3 separate regions of the Mus musculus genome follow, and all the other regions are linked to region 1. The links are chromatin contacts, called in public Hi-C and HiChIP or PLAC-seq maps. All regions are on one chromosome and are shown on one strand. Each heading gives the region's core, a stretch centred on a gene start, on an enhancer-like site or on the middle of the called end of the contact. The rest is flanking DNA. Distances are from core to core; before and after follow the strand shown. Region 1 holds the start of Knstrn (kinetochore-localized astrin/SPAG5 binding). Region 2 overlaps Bub1b (BUB1B, mitotic checkpoint serine/threonine kinase). Region 3 holds the start of Knl1 (kinetochore scaffold 1).

Region 1 (3,441 bases), core at 220-2,719:
AGGCAGTACAATCACTACAGACCTCACCTGATGACTGTCAACCACAAGAAAAGCAGCACAGACCAAGACAGAAAAGCAGCTACAAATTGTTTTCAGCCTCTCTCTCCTCTCAAGGTTCTCAGTAACTCTGTCTGGGCCGGGCTCATCTCTCTCATTCCACTCAACATATATTGATGGTCTGCTCGGGAGAGCCACTGTGCACCTGCTAATGTGAACAAGGAACCCTGGAGTTTTCTCCCCAATCTTAAGACAACCAATCTTTACCTGGAAATAAAAAGGATAACTGCATTAAAAGCAATTTCTAGGGTTAAAGAGATGACTCAGAGGTTAAAAGGGAAAATTACTCTTCCAGAGGACTGGAGTTTGGTTCCCTGCACCAATATAAGGTGGCTCACAACCGCCTGTAACTCCAGGTCTAGGGGATCAAGGCTCTGACTCTCGATGGGCACCTAAGCTCATATGCACAAGCCCCCCCTGCACCACATGCACACAATTAAAAAAAAAAAGGGGTTCTAGAGAGGCAAGTGTGGTGGCAGTGGGCCTGTAATTTCAGCATTTCGGAGCGGAAGTGGGAATGTTGCTGAAAGCTAACGTTACACAGGGCTACAGAGTGAAACCTAGCTTTTAAAAAAGGCGGGCGGGAGGGAAGGGCTGGAGCGGGGGGGAGAAAAAAAAAGGAAAAAAGGGAGGCCAAGCACTGAGCATGGTGACACAAGCCTTTAAGCACTCAGGAGGCAGAGGCAGGATCTCTGTGTGCCCCAAGCTAGCCTGGGCTGCATAGCGCTGCATAACCTTGGTAATCGCAAAAGGGGGCTGGGTCAGAAATAGGAACAGGGACTCTCTTACACAGCCTAGTTGGGGTGAGGAGCAGGAGGATGTCAGAGCTAACCGGACGCCGCCCCGACATACAGATTTCGTCCTTCTTAGTCCTAGCATATAGACTACAGACCCCCCGGCTGGTGGAGGTGTGGACACCCACCTGCGGGCAAGCCGCAGCTCGGCATCGAGTGAGGCTGCGCATCGCACACCGTCTTAGCACTGGCCATCGTAGCCGGGTGGCTTGGCTGGACCCTGAAAGTGCAAGACGGATATTAGCAGCGCCAGAGCCCCGCCACGCCAGCCCGCCCGTCCTTCCACCCGCACACATCCCGCAGAGCTTAACCCCGGTGCCGGCTGCTCCCATCCGCCGTTCTCTCCGCTCCCTTTCAAATAATGCTCCGCAGCAACTGCCCAGTCCTCGTTAGAGTCTGCCGCCGCGCTTTCAAAAGGAAACTTCCGGGAGCTGGGAGGGAAGGGGCGCGGCTCCGAGTCTGTAGGCGGCCCTGTTGTACGGAAGGCTGTCTCTTGTGCCTCGGCCTCGGGAGCCGCCATGCTGTACGGAAGGTTCGAGCAGAGTTGCTCCAGCCTGCTGGTCGAGGCTGGGCCAGGGACTCACTGGGCTGGCTTGAATGGAGCTATTGAGCCAAGCTGTCACATTCCAGCCAGAAGGCAGACACGTGAACTCGCCTAGCGTCAAGTCACAATCCTCTTTATTTGGTCTTTGATTGCTAAGGATCCTGCCAGGAATACAGGTGGCCTGAATAGAAACTACCAGGTGAAGAGCAGGAGAGCCTACTTGAAGGACACCAGTGGGCTGAAATAGCTAATGTGCTTAAAAACCCGCATGCAGATTTAATTACAAATTAAAGTTACTCATACAAAACAAGGCAGATTTTCAGTCGTCACGTTGAAAACACAAATACAAAAGGAGCAGCAGCCTGGTGCTGGACATTTAAGAGGGTGATGGGGTAAGGGGAGTATATAGAAGGGCTGACTTTAGCTCTGCCCTCTTGGAGCTTATAATCCAGAAAACACACTAAACAGACAACTGCAAACACACATTTACCATCCATGGGAAGATAATGAAGGGAAAACAAAGATGCTATAAGAGAGAAAAGCAAAGAACCAGTATAAATCGGAAAGACTGAGGTCCTAGTGGTCCACAGTGGTGATTCTAGCACTCAGGAGGCTGCCACGGGAGAATTGCCCTGTCTTTAAGGTTAGCCTAGGCTACATTCCAGGCCAGTAGGAGCTACAGAACAGCAAAACCTTATTTAAATAATAAGATTTAGGTGTGTTTGATTCAGGAAAGATAAGGAGTTGTTAATCTCAGGAACAATGAGAAGTGTTAAGTTTTAAGGTAGAAATGGATCTCCCCCCCCCCATGGTGACAATTTTGGCATTTTGATTTCTTTTATGAAAATGTGGTTTTGTTTTAATCCCTGGTGTGGGATATGGGGCTGCTTCAGACAGTTCACAGCAACTGACTATGATGTGCCTTGTGCTCTATCAGAGTGCGATGGTGTTATGTTTGGACTTTGGGAACTTTTTAGAGGGTATATAAATGCTAGGGCCCTGAGAAATGGTGTGGGTTGTTGGTTGCTTGCTGTTGGTTATGGTTGGTCACACTTTGTTAAGTAGTCATGTGCAAAGAAGAAAGAACAAGAAGAAATTACATACCCTGACAGTGAAGATCAAACTTGCCCCCAAGGAACTCAATGCCCCTAAGCAGCAGGAAGTGGTCTAAAGATAATGTCCTTTCTCCTCTTTCTTTTATTCTCTCCTATCTAGTGTTAGGGGGTTGAAAGGGTGGAGAGGGTGAAAGAACCCACACAGTAACCAATGACAGTTAACTTGCTCTCTCTCTCTCCCGTCCCCCTTTCTCTATCCTATCTTCTCTCTCCTCTCTCCTTTTTCTCTCTCCTTTCTCTATCCTATCCTCTGCCTCTTCTCCCCTCTCTCCTTTTTCTCTCTCCTTTCTCTATCCTATCCTCTGCCTCTTCTCCCCTCTCTCCTTTTTCTCTCTCCTTTCTCTATCCTATCCTCCTCTCTCCTTTCTCTATCCTATCCTTCTCTCTCCTCTCTCCTTTCTCTATCCTATCCTCTACCTCCTCTCTTCTCTCTCACCCCTCTTCTCTCCTTCCTTTACAGGTGCTCACTATGTAGTCCTGACTGTTCTGAATTTACTACATAGACCAGGCTAGCCTTGAACTCACAAAGATCCAGAACTACCTACCTATGATCTATCACAGAGATATATTTGTACCTTGGGAGTCCTGGGATTAAAGACATGGACCAGACTTTTTTCTTGGTAGAGCCCTTAAAGTCATTTTCTTCCTATTCTTTTGGTAACCATTTGGAATTTTCTATGCCTGCCCCAGTACCCAAATAATGACACTGAGTCTAATTTATTTATGAATTAATGCCTATGGGGTTGATTAATTAATGTGATGGGAGTTGGTCCGGTGCTGCTGTGTATTCAAATGCTAAATACTGGCCCCCAAGATGTGGTTACCCCCAATGAGCAGATTCTTACATACACGAATTATTGGTTCAATGAAAAATGGCTACAGCCAATTACTCAGGTGACTAGAAATAGACAAGAGTTTTAGTTACTGGGCT
Region 2 (3,245 bases), core at 627-3,126, 170 kb after region 1:
ACAGAAAAAGGGTTTGTATATACAAGCACACATGGGATCACATGTCATCCACTGAACTGGAAAAGAATTCCAGGCAGACAAGAGTGGCCAGAGGGACGTGGGTTGACCTTGAGTAAGGAAGCAGAGACATCAGGGAACTGGGCAGCTAGTGTTCTGTAGACTACGACAAATTCGTTGGGACTTGGGGCCATGTGAGATGAGTTCTGAGATGGCTGGAGGGTGGGGGAGAAGCAAGTGACTAGAACCTGAGATGATAACGACGGCAGGTGATGCAAACACCTGCAGAAGATCAGCAACTCCTCGGCTCCACATCCCGCCAGTCCTGGAGTGGAAAAGCAAGGAACCAAGCAGAACACTAAAGCCATCTCAGGCTGGTTGTAGTAGAACAGGCCAGTAACTCCACCATTTGGGAGAGGGAGGCAGGAGTTCAAGGCCACCCTGGGCTACATACTGAGATCAAGCCTGAGCTACTTGAGTCATTATCTTTTTTTATCTTTTCTTAAATTGACTTACCCAAATTGATTTGGGGAACAAGGAGTACAAGAGGTTAGATCATAGCATATGGATATAAAGTATATTCTCTGCACAAGGCACCAGAGGGGGTTAGAAGGCATTAGAGGGGCTGAAAAGGTGTTGACCTGCGTGCTGGCAAACACTGGATCAGCCTTTAACTCACGCTAAGGCACTGAACGGGGCACTGGGGACAGAGTTCAAGCTTTAGGTCTCAGTTTCAGCCCTGGATGCTATGTGGTTCGTCCTTTCTCGCTGATCTGTAAAAGGTTTTATTTATTGTGGGTGTGTGTGTATTGGTATGTGTGTGTTGGTATGTGTGTGTTGGTATGTGTGTATTGGTATGTGTGTGTAGGTATGGGCTCGTGTGACACACACATGTATGGAGTCAGAGGATGACTTGTGGAGTCTGTTCTCTCTTCTACCATGCAGAGGGTAGGACTCTGGTCATCAGGCTTAGTGGTAAGCGCTCTTACCCAGACACATCTGTACCTTGGTAAATACTCAGCTTCCATGCCTCCGACCTCATTATAGTCAAAGTCAGTCATGTTAAAAGCATGCTGCACCTGCTCCGTAGGGAGCTGTTGAAGTCAGAATAGAGTAACTTTTGGTAGAGCAAGAATTTTGTTTTCAGTTCCAATGAAGAGTGCACCTTCACTGGCCTTGCCTTAGACTTTCACCTTAAGACATCAACAAGTTATTCTGAAGGCCTGTGCTAACCCTGAAAGACTTTCCTACCTGCCTGAGATCACAGCTCGAGCAATAGGCCACAACTTCCTCCAGCAGGAAGGAAGGAGTTCACTTCCAGACTCGGGTCTGGCATCAGTTAGAACACTCTGACTTGTGAGGAGGATGCCTCTAACAGGGCCCCAAGCAAGTTAGGGCACAAAGTGCTTTGTGAATGGGGAGAGCTTATTCCACAGTCTTCCTCCAAACGGGGAGAAAGAAGTCCTGTTCTTCCCAGTTGTGCATCTGTCTTTCCTTCTCCCAGGCCCAGCATTCTGTTCTTCTTGCTTTCATGAGACCAGATCAAAGCCACCTGTAGCCTCTACACAAAACAAAGGCTTCCTTTTCCTAAGACAATGGGCATCAAATATGAGGGAGTCTGGTGGGTGGGCCCCTGAAATTCCAGCCCTCTGGGGAATGTGACCAGAGTACCTGGGGTTTGATGGCAGCCTATGCCCTGCAGTGATCTTAGCTTAAAAATAAACAAAAATGAAAGGGAAACGGAAAGGGTTCTATTTTGTGGTTTTATGCTTTTGTAAAGAAAACTGAAGCGATGGCAGACATTGTTGATGACAGGCACTGTTGGCAGTGACATCCTTTCCTGTCCTCAAAGGCTGAAGTTGGCGGAGGTCAGAGAGTGGGGGGTGTATGGGGTGAGGTGTGGGGTGTGAACAGAGCTGCAGGGTGTCCTGGCTCCTCCCACTCCTGCTTGTACTTTCAGAAACAAGATTTGCCCATACAGCAACTTGGCTGCCTAGACTGCTGAAGTATTCACTAGGTAGAAGCTTACTTAAGTTAAAGGCTCTCAATTTCCTGGGCAATACAGGGCACTGGGGACTAAGAAGGACTTGATTACAGAAAGGCAGTTTCATCATTTATTATCTTCAGTATAAGAAGCAAACTGAAGATGTTTGCAGAACTGTATTTTGGTTGAAGGAAAATATTTACTTTCTTTGTCTTTCAGATACATTTTTTCTGGCTTACCCTGTCGAATTTGCCCAAGTGTTTCAGTTGAGAGATTAGTTAGGGAATCTGCTCTCTAACAAGCTTAGAGCAACAATGGTGACAAGTAGAGGAGACTCAGGCACCAGCACGAGTGGACATCAGGTGACTGACATTTTAGTGTGAAATAAATAAATAAATGCTTATTATCCTACTGAAGAAACAAAAGCCTTAATGACACACACACCCCCACAGCCCCCCACACACCCAGCCAGTGCGCCCCTTTGGGTGCACAGTGTTCCATCAGACTTACTGTTTTCCATATTAGTCCCCACTTCAGTCCTTTCTGTTCTGACCCCTGCTTTCCTGACACCTAAGGAAAATGGTCTCTGTCCCCTCAGCAGCCCTGTGTCCTGCATGACAGGTTGCTGAGTACTCTGTCCCCAAAGGCCGGTACCTTTGAACTTAAGGAAAGCTGGTGTGTGTGTGTGTGTGTGTGTGTGTGTCATTTTACCTGCTTCTTTCTGGACACCCTCTAGAAGGACAGAGAGAGACGGAAGAAATGGCCGGCCAGCTGCCTTCTTATAACCCAAAGGCAGCTGCTCTAAGTCTGGGATACATAAGTTTCTACCACCGTAGAGTAAGTCCTCTCCAAAATGAAGCCATTTATCACCTTAGTTTGCAAGTGTAGATGAATTGCCAGCAACAGAAATGTAACAAAAACTATTTTATTATAAAATACACAGTGAAAGGAGAGTACATGTTATAAAATTACAAAAGAGAGAAGGCAGAAGCCAGAGGGCTAAAAAGCAGCTGTCTGCACAGAAACCTTTTGAATAAACCAGATGAGGCTGCCAGGGCACAGCCACCTGGCTGAAAGCTGTGCTACTGAGAGTGACCCCTAGTGAAGGACTGCTGATGTGTCTAAGTGTGCTCTAAACAAATCACAGCAGCCCCAGACCAGTTCTTCACCATACCCATGGCTTAGGCAGGGCTCTGGGAGCCGCCTGGCTGCTTGTCTTGCTGAGTGAGCAAAGCTTCCGGGCTGATTGTCTTCCCCAGCTTCC
Region 3 (3,492 bases), core at 180-2,679, 230 kb before region 1:
ATTATTATCACAGAAAATTCTATTGGAAACGCTTGTTCGATCCAGTATCTAGAATCAGTACCTTCTCGTATTCTCAGCATCAAACACATCATTTATATCACCATCCCAAACATTTTACTCCATTTACATCTATCAACTTGTAAAGGTTTCCAGCCATTCACATAGTCAAGAAGTACACTGCTTGAACCTAACCTTTAATGACCAAATACCTTACGATATATTTCCTTCCATATTTATAAATCATCTCTCCAACAATCTGACCAATGAAATGCCATCCCCATGAAGTCTACTTTAGCACAAGACAATGAACCTATGAGACATACAAGGGACTCAACGGAACCAATTTAACTGAAATGAAAACTAACGGTCAACCTTGGTGTCTAGAATAAACTGCTGCTTTGGGTTTTAGCCACATGCTTTATCTCTGTTAACTTCTGTCTTAGTCACAGTTTTATTGCTGTGAAGAGACACCATGGCCACAACTCTTATAGCAGGAAGCAGTTAATTGGGGGTCTTGCTTACAGTTTCAGAGACTTATATAGCAGTCATCATGGGGAACCTGCGAGCAAACACAATGCTGAAGGAGTAGCCAAGAACGTCCACAAACAGCAGGCAGAGTTTTGGAAACCTCAAAGCTCATCCCTCATTAACACATCTCCTCCAACAAGGCCACCCCTCCTCCTAATCCTTTCAAACAGTGCCACTCTCAGTTGACTCGGCATTCAAATATATGAGCATAAATCAAACTACAACGTCTAGTACATTTTAAAAATTGCAGTAGGCAATATTTTTCTTCCCAAAGGGAATCCAAAGTCTTTTGGATGGGAAAGGAAATTTATGTAATCTAACACACCGATTTGTCTTTACTAATGTTGGACCTGCAGAAACCCGAAACTCTATTATTGTGCTCGGACGGAGCCTACAATTTAAAGTTCACTCGTCGCCTTCAGACCACGGAAGCAGGGAACGTCGGTCAGAAACACATACCACAAGGAGTTGGCGAGAGACGGTGGGACCGGATCCCGGAGCCCTGACCAAAGATGATGGGCGGGGCGAACCCGGAGGCCCACGGCGCACCGCGCAGACGACACGACCCCGGGAATGGAGCGGCTTTGGGAAAGGAGAAGCGAAACGCGGCGCTCCAGGAGAAGGAGAGCGGGCCGTTGGCGCTCGCGCGGTCCGGTCGGCTGCAGGGCCTTTCCGAGATCGCCCCGACGACCGAGCGACCTCAGCAACCCGCGCCCGCCCTTCAGCACTCAAACAGAACCCGAGCCCTCTCAGGAGCCCAGAACGGAAAGGAGCATTCTGACCCGCCACCGACCACCTGCTTGACTTGTCTGGGGTCCTCGCGCTCCTTGGAGTCGGACGTCACCTCTCAACGTCCCTGAAGTATTCAAATCTAACCGCCCTAGTGATGCGCATGCTCAGTGCTGCGCGCCGCGCAGACCCCACCCCTTCGGCTCCAGACCGGCCCCGCCCCTAAGACATAAACTTCTCTGTCCTCCTCTGCTCTGACTTAAGTTCCCTCGGGTTTTTCTTCTTTTCTACAGAATTTTCTTCGTCTCTGTTATTCTGAGAACGGCCATCTTCTTTCGAGTGTTTGCAGAGTAAACAATCGCACTGTTGGCTTCCGTACAAAATGGCGACTTCCATGGTATTGCGTCACAGCGCTCTGTGTCTACTCCCTATAGCTACCAGGAAGAAACTAGCTTCTGGGACGAGGTGGCCGAGTGGTTAAGGCGATGGACTGCTAATCCATTGTGCTCTGCACGCATGGGTTCGAATCCCATCCTCGTCGAAAGTGTCTTTTGCTAATTAGTGTAATGTGAATTTATAATCCACAGGATGGAAGTGATTAAATATTGCTTCGGGTTTTAATTCCGATCAGGTTCTATCTAACACAATTAGTCTCAGCATCGAGGTGTTTTAGTTGGTGATATTGTAATTTGAAGGAATTTGATATTTGAAATCAGCTGAAGGAATTGAGATATTTGAAAGGCTGCTTTTGGAATGTTATGACTCACAGATGAAGAAAAAGCAGATAAAGAGACTTTTTTCTAGGAATTTAATTTCTTACAAAGTAAAATAACAGGACATGTTCAGTGGTGGTCTGGAACATGAAATGTCCTAGCTCTGAGATGAATGCTTTCAGTCTTTAATGAGCTCTTACTCCGAGGGCTTTGTTTTGTTTTTGTTATTTTGAGACACAGTTTTACTGTGTAGCAGTCTAGCCTCCAGGTTAAAAATCATCCTGTCTCGCCTTCCCAAATGCTAGGATTACAAAGCTATACCCCCATAATCGCTATTTTGGGGGTTTAATACCTGTCCTGATCGTGAAGTACCATATTGCATTACAAATGCCACCTCTTCCAGCCCTTAAGCAAGCTATGGGATTTGTTTTCAATGTATACATTAAAAAGGTGCCCATGGGGGTGGGGGTAGGGGTGGGGGTGGGGGTGGGGGTGGGGGGGTAACCCAAGTGAACCCTTTGCAGGGCAGTGGTGGCGCAGACCTTTAATCCCAGCAGTTGGGAGGCAGAGGCAGGCGGATTTCTGAGTTCGAAGCCAGCCTGGTCTACAGAGTGAGTTCCAGCATGAGTTCCAGGACAGTCTGGGCTACACAGAAACACTGTCTCAATCCCCCCACCCCCACCCCAAAACAAAACTCCCAAAAACAAAACAAACAAACAAACAAAAATGCCCATGACATTTGAAATCTTGCTATGATCCAGAAACTACTGAAGAAGAGGAACACGACTACCTTTTCAAAAGACAAAAAGCTGAATCTTCTGGATTTAACCAAAGGATTAGGAATAGAAAAAAGAACAGAGATTTTCCTCCTGTAACATCATCAGACAAATTCATTCAACTCACACTTAAAAACCCTTAATGTTTTTTACATAACTAAAAGCAACATACATTTTACATGGATTATGTGTCTCCGACTCTGCAGAACCCTGTGATCATGATAGATGTCTTCATATTCTATTATTGTTGTTTTACACTGAAAGATTAATTTGTCCAAGGCTATACAGCTTCTAAGTTGCAGACAGGACAGTGTAACCCACATCTATTGACTCCATGATGTTTAACCCTCATCCTGTATGGTACCAGATCATGAAGAGTTCTTAATGATCCCCTGGAGTGGTGATTTTACATTCCTCTCACTGGGCATGCTCAGTGTTCAAGAGCCCAGCACCAGGGGCAGGTGCTTCAGCAAGATTTGTGGCACTGATGATTGGAAGGCAGTCAGACGCCTCTCTCCTGGTTCCTCCATTTTAGGTCCAAATCCCTTGGGAATGTTGCTACCTTCACAGTCTGGGCACTTTTGGCCAGTTCTCTTCAGCCATGTCTTACTGTCCGTTTTCTGTCCTGGTGGGACATACATCCCTTCAGGGGCCTTGCAGACAATTTAGTAGCCAATTTTTTGTGGGTGAAGAGTGGGCAGCGACAATCATTTTCATAATCTCTCATCAAAAACACTTTTAAATAA

The links. Hi-C and Micro-C count contacts between places; a contact is called where the count stands out from the background. HiChIP or PLAC-seq counts read pairs in DNA pulled down with a chosen protein or histone mark.
Region 2: a Hi-C map of CD8 T cells shows a contact between it and region 1, with 3 times the contacts expected there. The contact joins the enhancer-like site here to the promoter of Knstrn in region 1. A contact is called at or near these places in 7 of 39 promoter capture datasets (the HPC-7 cell line, cranial neural crest, embryonic stem cells and 4 more), 3 of 484 Hi-C or Micro-C datasets (CD8 T cells, natural killer cells and nephron progenitors), 1 of 115 datasets of contacts at active chromatin or transcription factors (effector CD8 T cells) and 2 of 9 other capture datasets (adipose tissue and liver).
Region 3: a contact with region 1 is called in an H3K4me3 HiChIP or PLAC-seq map of embryonic stem cells, with 12 read pairs. The contact joins the promoter of Knl1 here to the promoter of Knstrn in region 1. A contact is called at or near these places in 2 of 115 datasets of contacts at active chromatin or transcription factors (bone marrow-derived macrophages and embryonic stem cells) and 1 of 9 other capture datasets (liver).

What each region holds. Positions count from the first base shown.
Region 1 is chr2:118,812,031-118,815,471 of GRCm38.p6, reverse strand. It overlaps Knstrn (kinetochore-localized astrin/SPAG5 binding), which reads right to left and starts at 1,469. Exons shown (of 9, transcript NM_026412.3): 1 at 1,163-1,469; 2 at 980-1,071. The coding sequence starts at 1,371.
Region 2 is chr2:118,641,237-118,644,481 of GRCm38.p6, reverse strand. Bub1b (BUB1B, mitotic checkpoint serine/threonine kinase) reads right to left here. Exons shown (of 23, transcript NM_009773.3): 23 at 2,890-3,245. The coding sequence ends at 3,163. Among named protein-coding and RNA genes, the nearest start is that of Pak6, 21 kb to the left of the region's middle. Within about 2 kb of position 1,876, at least 65 of the 459 cell types and tissues checked have an H3K27ac peak or open chromatin away from gene starts, as enhancers often do. A contact at or near this core is called in CD8 T cells, the HPC-7 cell line, effector CD8 T cells and 3 more, where this site is marked.
Region 3 is chr2:119,045,056-119,048,547 of GRCm38.p6, reverse strand. It overlaps Knl1 (kinetochore scaffold 1), which reads right to left and starts at 1,429. Exons shown (of 24, transcript NM_029617.3): 1 at 1,325-1,429. n-TSgct7 (a tRNA gene) reads left to right here and starts at 1,717; the gene lies at 1,717-1,798.